2 separate regions of the Triticum aestivum genome follow, and region 1 is linked to region 2. Evidence: chromatin contacts called from public Hi-C data. All regions are on one chromosome and are shown on one strand. Each heading gives the region's core, a stretch centred on a gene start, on an enhancer-like site or on the middle of the called end of the contact. The rest is flanking DNA. Distances are from core to core; before and after follow the strand shown.

Region 1 (4,676 bases), core at 1,842-4,341, 180 kb before region 2:
CACTTGGTTAAACACCTAAACCCCGCGCAAGAAAGCGAAGATGATACTAGCTGTGAATGTATATTAAAGACGAATGACAAAATTATAGTTGTACTTACACTACTGATGCACAAAAACTTCTTAAATGAAGGAGCACATTAACAATAGTACAACGATATTTGGAATCGTGTGCGTTGGACGCAGCCACCACGTAAAGCCGTCGCCCCTGGCCTGCCACATCACCACGTAAAGCCGTCGCCCCTAGCCTGCCACATCATATTTCTGCTCTTCACTCCAGTATGCAAGTGAGTACCAGTTACTAAATGAACACTTTTGTTTTTTTGCTAAATTATTTATACTCCTGGTTTTGTTCGATCTCAAGTAATACTCCTACTTTTTTAAGCAGCTTGTTGGAACGGAAAGATTTATACACCTGATACAGGCAACTCTGCAGGGGCAGACCCACGGATCAGAGTACCTCATTTTTGGAATCCATGGTACGACGTCTACGGAGGGCCAGTCCTGTTCCTCTCTTCCGTCCAATTTCCTAGGAAATGCAGCTGAAAATAATCTAATAATACGGCCGACGATTCCAGTGTTATGCTAGTAATCCAGCAACCAGGGTATTTACATCTTTAACAATTAATCGCAGGAGCACCGTCGGCAGCAACAGCCAGCGAGATATCGCAACAGTTGATCGCGATTCTAACAGTTCTGCTTTTGGAAGCAATCTTGCAGATTTGAGATGTTTGCCTCCCTGATTGAAACAGAGATTGGAGAGAGTCAGAGACAGTGCATGTGCTTACATATAGTAGCTATTAAAATTACCGAGCCTGGTTAGTTAAACTCGAGGTTTCTTGGTACAAACTGAGGCAGCATGGGTGGATATACCGTCGATGAGAAAGAGGTGAAGCAATTCACCAGCAGTATAAATTTGGATTCACCACATGGGTTGAGTCGCCCCGTTTGGAATCTGGAGACAGGATCTTCCTCCGACGAGGAGTATACTTCATCTACATCCACGGCTGGAGTGAGCATACAAAGTGTGTCATTTGGATGCCTAAACTGCAAAATAAACACAAAAACAACTGCGGTTTTTATGACCCAGTATGTTTTCCTTGAAATTAATCTTTCAGCAAGAATATGATGTTCCTAGAAGAGGAGGTGGAAAAGGAGAAAAACAAGTTTGACCTTTGCCAGAAAAAAACCATTGCAAATGCTCATAGTTATGACATACATAATGGCAAACTTGACAACAATGGGAGGTAGAGTCATTGCGTGTGCTCGTAGTCTGAAAGTCCTATTCCGACCCCGAGCTCAAATGGACCCTCATGAAGAGTAAAATAGAAAAAATTCAAACAATTCTGAAATTTTTCTGTGTAAAAAATTTCAGCACGAAATGACATTCGTGGGAGCAATAAAAAAATCAGCACTTCAAAATATTTTCAAAACTAGCATTTTTTTAGCATCGCTTTTTCTGCCACGACTTCCACGAATGTCATTCGTGTTGAATTTTTGCAAGCATACAAAACATTTGTCAAAGTTTACCAAAAAAGATCATTTTTTTAGTTTTTTTAATTTTACTGTTCATCAGGAAGCATTTGAGCTCGGGAGCAAATACTCCACGTCCCTCCTAGTCGAGATATACAGGATGACACGAAACCTGAGGACCGGCTTTTGGCATTTGTGGTTGTAAATGCTCTTAGTCTCATCTTTCAGTGAAATCATAATGTTCCCACCCCCTCAAAACAAAAACTTAATGTTCCCACAAGAGGAGGTGGAAATGGAGAAATCTTTCAGTGAACGAGATATATCCTATATTGACAGACGTATATTTTTCTTGTGGGTTTATATTTAGAGACATGTATAATTGTTGCCATGTTCACATGGCAAATGGGCACATTCTATTTGAATTAGACCATGTCAAAATAAAACATTTATCATGGCATATTTTAAATTACAGATACCATGACAAGTTCTCTCTACCATGACAATTTTATTGTAGATAGCATGGGAATTACTGACCATGTGGCAAATGTATCTTCTGCGGCTTGGCAAATCCATATTTCTTTTCCATTATGTGAAATGTTTTTTTTTACTTTCTCACATGGCAATTTTGCATATTTTTTGAACTATTCTAACAAAAATCATTTTATACACACCGTAAAAATTGTGTAATTTTCTTTATGGACCACAAAAAAAATATTTTAGCGAATACCATGGTCTTTCATCAAACCTACGCAATACGACATTTGCATTGATTATATGTAGTACATTTGCCATGATAAATTTACCTCTTTATCTTTATTTGCCATTACCTACAAAAGTCTTGTGGCGTGATTTTTTGGAGCATGGCAAATTTCTTTTCTTTGGACCATGGCAAATTAACTTACTTAACAAGCCATGACAAATTTTATATTTGAACTATGCCTAATTTATATTTGAAACATGGCAAAAAAAACATGTACCATTGAAAACTTATTTGTTGGACCATGGTCAATAATATTTTGGAACATGGCAAATTTTTTGAACAAACCATGGTAAATTTCTTTTTTGTACACATTTGTTGAACAAATCGTGGTTCATTCTTTTTTTTACACCATGGCAAATTTAGTTTAAACATCCCATGGCAAATTTATTTATTATTTCAGTTTTTCTTTTCAAATTTTTTTTGCTTGATCTTATCTGAATCAATGGCAACTTAGTTTCAAACATACTCCCTCCGTTTCAAAATAGATGACCCAACATATTAAAGTTAGTATAAAATTGGGTAATCTATTTTGGAACAGAGGGAGTAATTGCTAAGTCTAGACGCCAATGTGTTTATTTTATTTTATTTTTTCTCTAAAGTCTAGACGAGCGCATGACCATTGCAGAAATCGGAGGAAACCCTTCTTCATAAAAAAGAATTTTGCGGTGCCGGTGAAGCATTCCGACAAGGACGGCACACGGCTGCGGTTGCGGCATGAAGAAGCTGAGATAATCAGTCAATATCCGGTAGCCGACCTCGCACGTCACGACAGAGTTAGCCGATGCCGATAGCTGAGCTGACCTCACACATGGCGATAGAAAGCAGCAGCGGGCCATCCACTCGTAGATCGGGGAATCACGACTCCTGGCCACATCCCCATTTCCGGGCCGATTTTTGGGCGTGTTGCAACTCTCAGCTCCCGCCATCGTGGACCAGTCGAGTGCGACATCTCTGGACGTAACCGCGAGTTCGGCCAGCGAAATCCTGAGAACGCTGTGCGCCCAGTGAGACACAAGGACGCGGCCAGCCACCGGCGTAAAGATCGCTGTTACGACACGCCGAAAGCTCCACCAGGCCAGCGACACTGCAGCAGCGAGCAACACAAATACACACTGTGACAAGGAAAATGAAGGAAATCATCAATTGATTCTACCGCAGATTCTGATTTGAGAATCAAGACGCAGAAAAACGACCCCTGCGAGAGGGGAGGAATGCGTCTACATTATTGAGCGCTGCACCGGGCGACTCCAAGGAACGATCGAACGTTTTACCCTACCGAACAAAAATATGGGTCAAAAACATAGCTCGGGGGGACACACACCGGGAGCAGAGCAATCTCGGCCACCACCAGTCGTCACCCCATACCGTACCGCACCACACGTACTAGTAGTAGTGGTACTCCCTCCGTCCAGATTTATTAGGCCTAAAGACAACTTCTCTTAGACCAATACATATAGTAATTTGTGCACATTAATTCTTCCATTTCACTCCCAATGCACTCTCTCACATGCACGCAGCCAATAAAAAAACACGCATGAAGTGTATTAATTTCCCAGCCATGACACCAACAACAATGACTTTCAACGCAACCAATAAAATGGTTGCATGCATGCATCTTTCCAAAATGAGGCCTTATAAAAAGGGACATGCTTGTGGTGTTGAAAGGCCTAATAAACCCGGCGCCAAACAACGGAACGACTCATGCATGCCGTCCGGAGCGTTGAAAATCAAAACAGGGAAATGTTGTGCGCCTGCAATCATGCAATGCATGCTATATATAGGTTCATTCCACTGCTTACAATGCTACATGTACGAAACCCTACGTGATGATTTTACGTAAAAGCTGCACCTTAGGATTATTGTTAGTTCACTCACGATCGAAGCCAAACATACGGCAAGGCGATGGCGGCTTCCGCACATGAAAAGACCGGCCATGTAGCGCCGATGCTTCTTCAAGAACAAATTAAGAGAAGACCACGTAATCGATAAAACAACAAGAACACCACTACCACATATCCATCTTATTCGTTGACACACATGATAATTATACTGACAAAAGAATGATCACACTATACAAACAACACAATACATATGCATGCATGCATGCATGCATGTCTGGAAAACTTAACCACGTACCCCGCACAAAACAAAATTTTGAACCTCTTGCTTTCAGCATGGAGGGAGATGGTACAAAAGGAAGTTTGCACGCGTGCGTAATTAAAGAGAGTGTGTACGTGCTGTCTTAGAAAGTAAAAAATAGTACAACACCGAAAGTAAAAAATATATTCAGGTCCGTAGCGACGACTACAAGCACTAGAGCTAGCCGAAGGCACGCCACCATCATCGCCCCTCCCTCATCGAAGCCGGGAAAACTTTATTATAGTATACAGTCGGGAAGTCGTCGTGCTAAGGTCCCATAGGACAAGCGTACCAGAACAATAATCGC
Region 2 (4,416 bases), core at 1,335-3,834:
GAAGTTATCATCGGTTCGAAACTAAAGAAAATGATTTGGGGTGAAGAGTTGAAGGCCTGAAGCCAAATGTTCCTAATCAGGAAGATGACCCGCACAACTCCTGTGAAACAAGGCCAACGCTATGTGCCAAGATTGTATTGCTTCATGAAGACACTTTTTTTATCATTCATTTTTATTATTCAAATCTCTACATGGTCGGCATATATACTTCTATTACATGGATTCATCACTATTTTTCATGTTTTTTTGTAAACAGAACTCCCTTTATACTAATATATTTGTGAACAAGGAGTAGTATACATTAAGCTTCATTTCACGCAGGAGAGCTTCCGCCACATTGAAGTTAATTAATCTCAATATAAATTCAGAATTCAATACTCACATGAATTTCATAGGATGCTTTGATCGAAACGTGTGTTGCACGTGCAGACTTACTAGTTTTAATAAAGCAGCGAAAGGAAAGCTGAAAGTCCACCGTCAGTGTAACGACATTTGGAATCTTGCGCTTTGGACAAGGGCCACGTAAACTCGCTTGTGGCCTAGGCAGGCAGACACGTCTAGCGATTCGAGTGCGCCTGGGCCCAAACTCCGAACCGAGCCCGTGCATCCCCGTGCTTGATCCAGCCAGCTCTGGAGGGCCAGACCCACGGATCAGAGTACCTCATGTTTTCCGTTCCATGCTCTCAAAAAAAAAATGTTTCCCGTTCCATGGGTTCCTGTGAAAGAAACTAGTAGGACCAGCGAATCCATGGTACGAGGTCTACGGAGGGCCAGTCGTGTTCCTCTCTTTCGTCCACGTTCCTGCTATGCAGTGCCGCTTGTTGGTTACAGCGAGGGCCACATTTTATTCTAAATTTTGTATCAGCAGATTGTAACTTTATTGCTTTGCAATAAAAAGAATTTACACCTGCAAATTTTTTTTTAACAATATCGTCACGATTTCCAGTGCTAGTAAGCACCAAGCAGGGCATTTACATCTTTAATTAATGGATTAATCAGGAGCACCGTCGGCGGCAACAGCCAGCGAGCTACCGCAACAGTTGAGAGCGATTCTAACAGTTCTGCTTTTGGAGATGTTTGCCTCCCTGATTGAAACGGAGATTGGAGAGAGACAGAGACAGTGCATGTGCTTACATATAGCTATTAAAATTACCGAGCCTAGTTAGTTAAAATCGAGGTTTCTTTGGCATAAACTGAGGAAGCATGAGTGGATATACCGTCGATGAGAAAGAGGCCAAGGAATTCACCAGCGGTATAAATTTGGATTCACCACATGGGTTGAGTCGCCCCGTTTGGAATCTGGAGACAGGATCTTCCTCCCGGGAACGACCATACCAAGTGTGTCGTTTGGATTTCTATATGATGTGTGATAAACACAAAAAACAATCTCGGTTCTGTTGAACTAGCGTGTCTTCTTTGACATTAATCTTTTAGCGAAAATGTAATGTTCGTACAAGAGGTGGTGGAAAAGGAGAATAACAAGTTTGAGCGCTTCCAGAAAAAGAGATAAAAGCACCCCCTGATTAAGTTTGAGACTAAAATATTACATATTGTGCAAGTTAGGGTATCTGAGATGCTTTTACCTCTCATAAAAAGTAGTGGATATGCTCAAACAGAAAACAATGTCAAGTGGAGTCGCTGTGTATACTAGTAGTGGTAGAGACATACTTACACCGATGCACGATGACATGGGAGGTAGAGTCACCGCATAGGTTGTGCGTTGGCCGTCGCCAGCTAACTGAGACAAGCTTTTGATCACCTGGCCATGTATGAGCTTCGTCACCCCGGGTGCGGCAGGACTTTAGGCTAGCCACAGTGGGAGTAACTTCAATAGTAACATCGAGTCTAACTCAGTAAAATTGCTTACGTGATAATGAGTTAATGAGGAAAATAATAGTTACAGTAACTTAGCTAGTTACTGTAACATCGCATGTCCCAATACAATATGAGTCTATAACCTAATAAATGAAGCTTTGTATGTCACTACCACACTCGTAGTAACATAGACTAGGGATATGTGTATGTCACTACTCCTAGACTATGCATTGTGGCTAGTCTAAGGATATGTGTATAAAGAGTACAGCATATGTTACTAACTTACTATGCACTGTGGCTAGTCAAGAATTGATGTTCCGCCATCTTGGAACGGATGCCCGGATTTGTTTACCAATCCAACACAAAAAACAAGGCCTGTTCATAGAGTCGCCACGACCACGCCTAGGGCAAGAGCAAGGGAAGCGGAGCAAAGCAAGAAACACCGCCCGCATCCGCCTCCCTCGACCTTATCCGCCGCGCCGCCCCGAGTTCACCGGCCGTCCTTTTTCCCGTTCCAAAAAAACTAAAAAAGGAAAACGTTCGGCCGCTCGCTCGCATATGCCGCAGCTCTCCCGAATTTTCCAGACTCCTCCGCCCGTCCGTCCGTCCGTTTGTTGGGTTCCTCCCCCACCACCACGACGCGATGCCCTCCGACCGATGCGAGCCACGCGATCCCGATCGCCAAAAGATAAGGGACGGCGACCGGCGCCCCGCTGACACCCGGGCCCCCACGCCGTATTCCCTCTCCACGAATCTCTCCCCTGGCGCACGCCACCCGTCTCGCGTACCGGCGCCCCGCGCCCGCTCCCGCGCCGCCACGCGTCCTGCGCTTTTCGCCCCCTCGTCGCCGCGGCGGCCACCGGCTCCGCGGCTATAAAGCACACGCCCCGGCTCCCTCCTTCTCCAAGCACAAACCAGACTCGACTTCTTCTCCTCCTCTTCCGGCGCCGGCACACTCGGGACAGGCAATCCAATCCATCCCCAGCTCGTCGAGCGAGAGAGAGCAGCGACACCGCACCGCACGTAGTGCGCCACGAGCATCCGGTCCGGAAGCATCCAGCCCAGCCGAAAGACGGCAGGATATATCATAGCTGCTGATAGCTAGCGCGATCGACGCTTTCTGTTCCGGAATAGATTCGATTCCCTTAACCATTCTTGCGGTCGGTCGGGGAGGTTCGCCCATTTTTAGCGCGATCGTTGCTAGCCCGAGCGCTTTTGTTGGAGCGAGCGCCAGAGCCCCCCGCGTGCCTTGTGCGTCTGCTGCCCGCGCGAGCGAGCCGAGGAGGAGGAGGAGGAGGGGCGGAGGGAGGGAGGGATGGCCGGGAGCATGCAGGCGGCGGACGCAGCGGGGCGGATCAGCGCGCTGCTGTCGCTGCTCGCGCTGCGCCGGATCCTCGCCGTGCTCCAGCCCTTGCTCCTGCTCCTGCTCCTGCCCTTCCGCTGGCGGGCGGCGCGCCAGGGGGACGCGGCCGCCGCGGACGCCGTCGTCTCGGCCTCCGCCTCCTCCGGGAAGAAGGCCAAGGCCGCCGTCGTGCTGCGGGTGCCCGCCGTCTGCTCGCGGAGGCAGGCCCTGGCCCGGCGCGAGGCCGCCATGCGCCGCGCCAGGGAGGCCGGGCGCGACTACGAGCTCATCCCCACCGCCCGCGGCGAGACGCTCTTCACGCAGTCCTGGTGGCCGCACGCCTCCTCCTCCTCCGCCGTCAAGCCCAGGTAGGAATCCATTCAAAAAACAAATCCACGCAAAATTTGTCCTTTGTTCAGCCCGGGTGTCCTCTGTTGTTGCCGTGCTGATTGTATTTCTGTCTTTTTTTGGTGATGCAGGGCGCTTGTTCTTGTCATGCACGGGTTGAACGAGCACAGGTGAGAATTCGGTTCCCTTCCTCCTCTGTTTTTCTTAAAAAATTACAGTAACTCGTGTGGCCGGTAGCTGATTGTTGGGTACCTTGGATCGATTTGGCAGTGGGAGGTATGATCACCTGGCGAAACGATTGAACGCCATGGATGTCAAGGTTTACGGCATGGACTGGACTGGTGAGTTTCTCTTTCCTTTTTCCTCTCTTCTTATTTCATTTTGGTTGCATGATGCTTAGTACGTATACGTTATTAGTGCTTAACATTGCTTGACGGAAAATATTGAAGGCAATTAATTTTATGAATTGCGTATAAAAGAGACCAATGATGTTGAATTCTCTTCTAAGTTTCCCCTTGACTGAATGAATTAAGGCGATTTACTCGTGAATCTGAACACTTGAGGGATTGGATGAGTGCTACATACTCTGTTTTTCTGTTCTTCGAACGATTTGTAGTACACTGTTCAAAGCATAATTTTAATTAAAAAGGACGGCTAATTTTTGCCGTCGACAGTTAAGTATAGTTCTTTGCCAATCAAGCTGTCAACTTAAAATTGAGACTAATCATGCGGATTTTATTGACTCTGAAGATCAATAAAAATTTCTGCTGACGTGCAGCCAATGGTTACCATCTTCCATAACCTGGCGATACATCTTTTATAATGAAATGAACTATACTACTCCCTCTGTTCCTAAATATTTGTCTTTTTAAACATTTCAACAAGTGACTACATACGGAGCAAAATGAGTG

Evidence for each region. Hi-C and Micro-C count contacts between places; a contact is called where the count stands out from the background.
Region 1: a contact with region 2 is called in a Hi-C map of leaf, with 2.1 times the contacts expected there. The contact joins the enhancer-like site here to the promoter of LOC123090890 in region 2. A contact is called at or near these places in 2 of 5 Hi-C or Micro-C datasets (both in leaf).

What each region holds. Positions count from the first base shown.
Region 1 is chr4B:43,163,301-43,167,976 of IWGSC CS RefSeq v2.1, reverse strand. No RefSeq gene overlaps it. Among protein-coding and RNA genes, the nearest start is that of LOC123089936, 16 kb to the left of the region's middle. Within about 2 kb of position 3,091, at least 1 of the 8 cell types and tissues checked has an H3K27ac peak or open chromatin away from gene starts, as enhancers often do. A contact at or near this core is called in leaf, where this site is marked.
Region 2 is chr4B:42,980,341-42,984,756 of IWGSC CS RefSeq v2.1, reverse strand. LOC123090890 (monoacylglycerol lipase) reads left to right here and starts at 2,584. Exons shown (of 7, transcript XM_044512247.1): 1 at 2,584-3,525; 2 at 3,637-3,675; 3 at 3,776-3,846. The coding sequence starts at 3,131.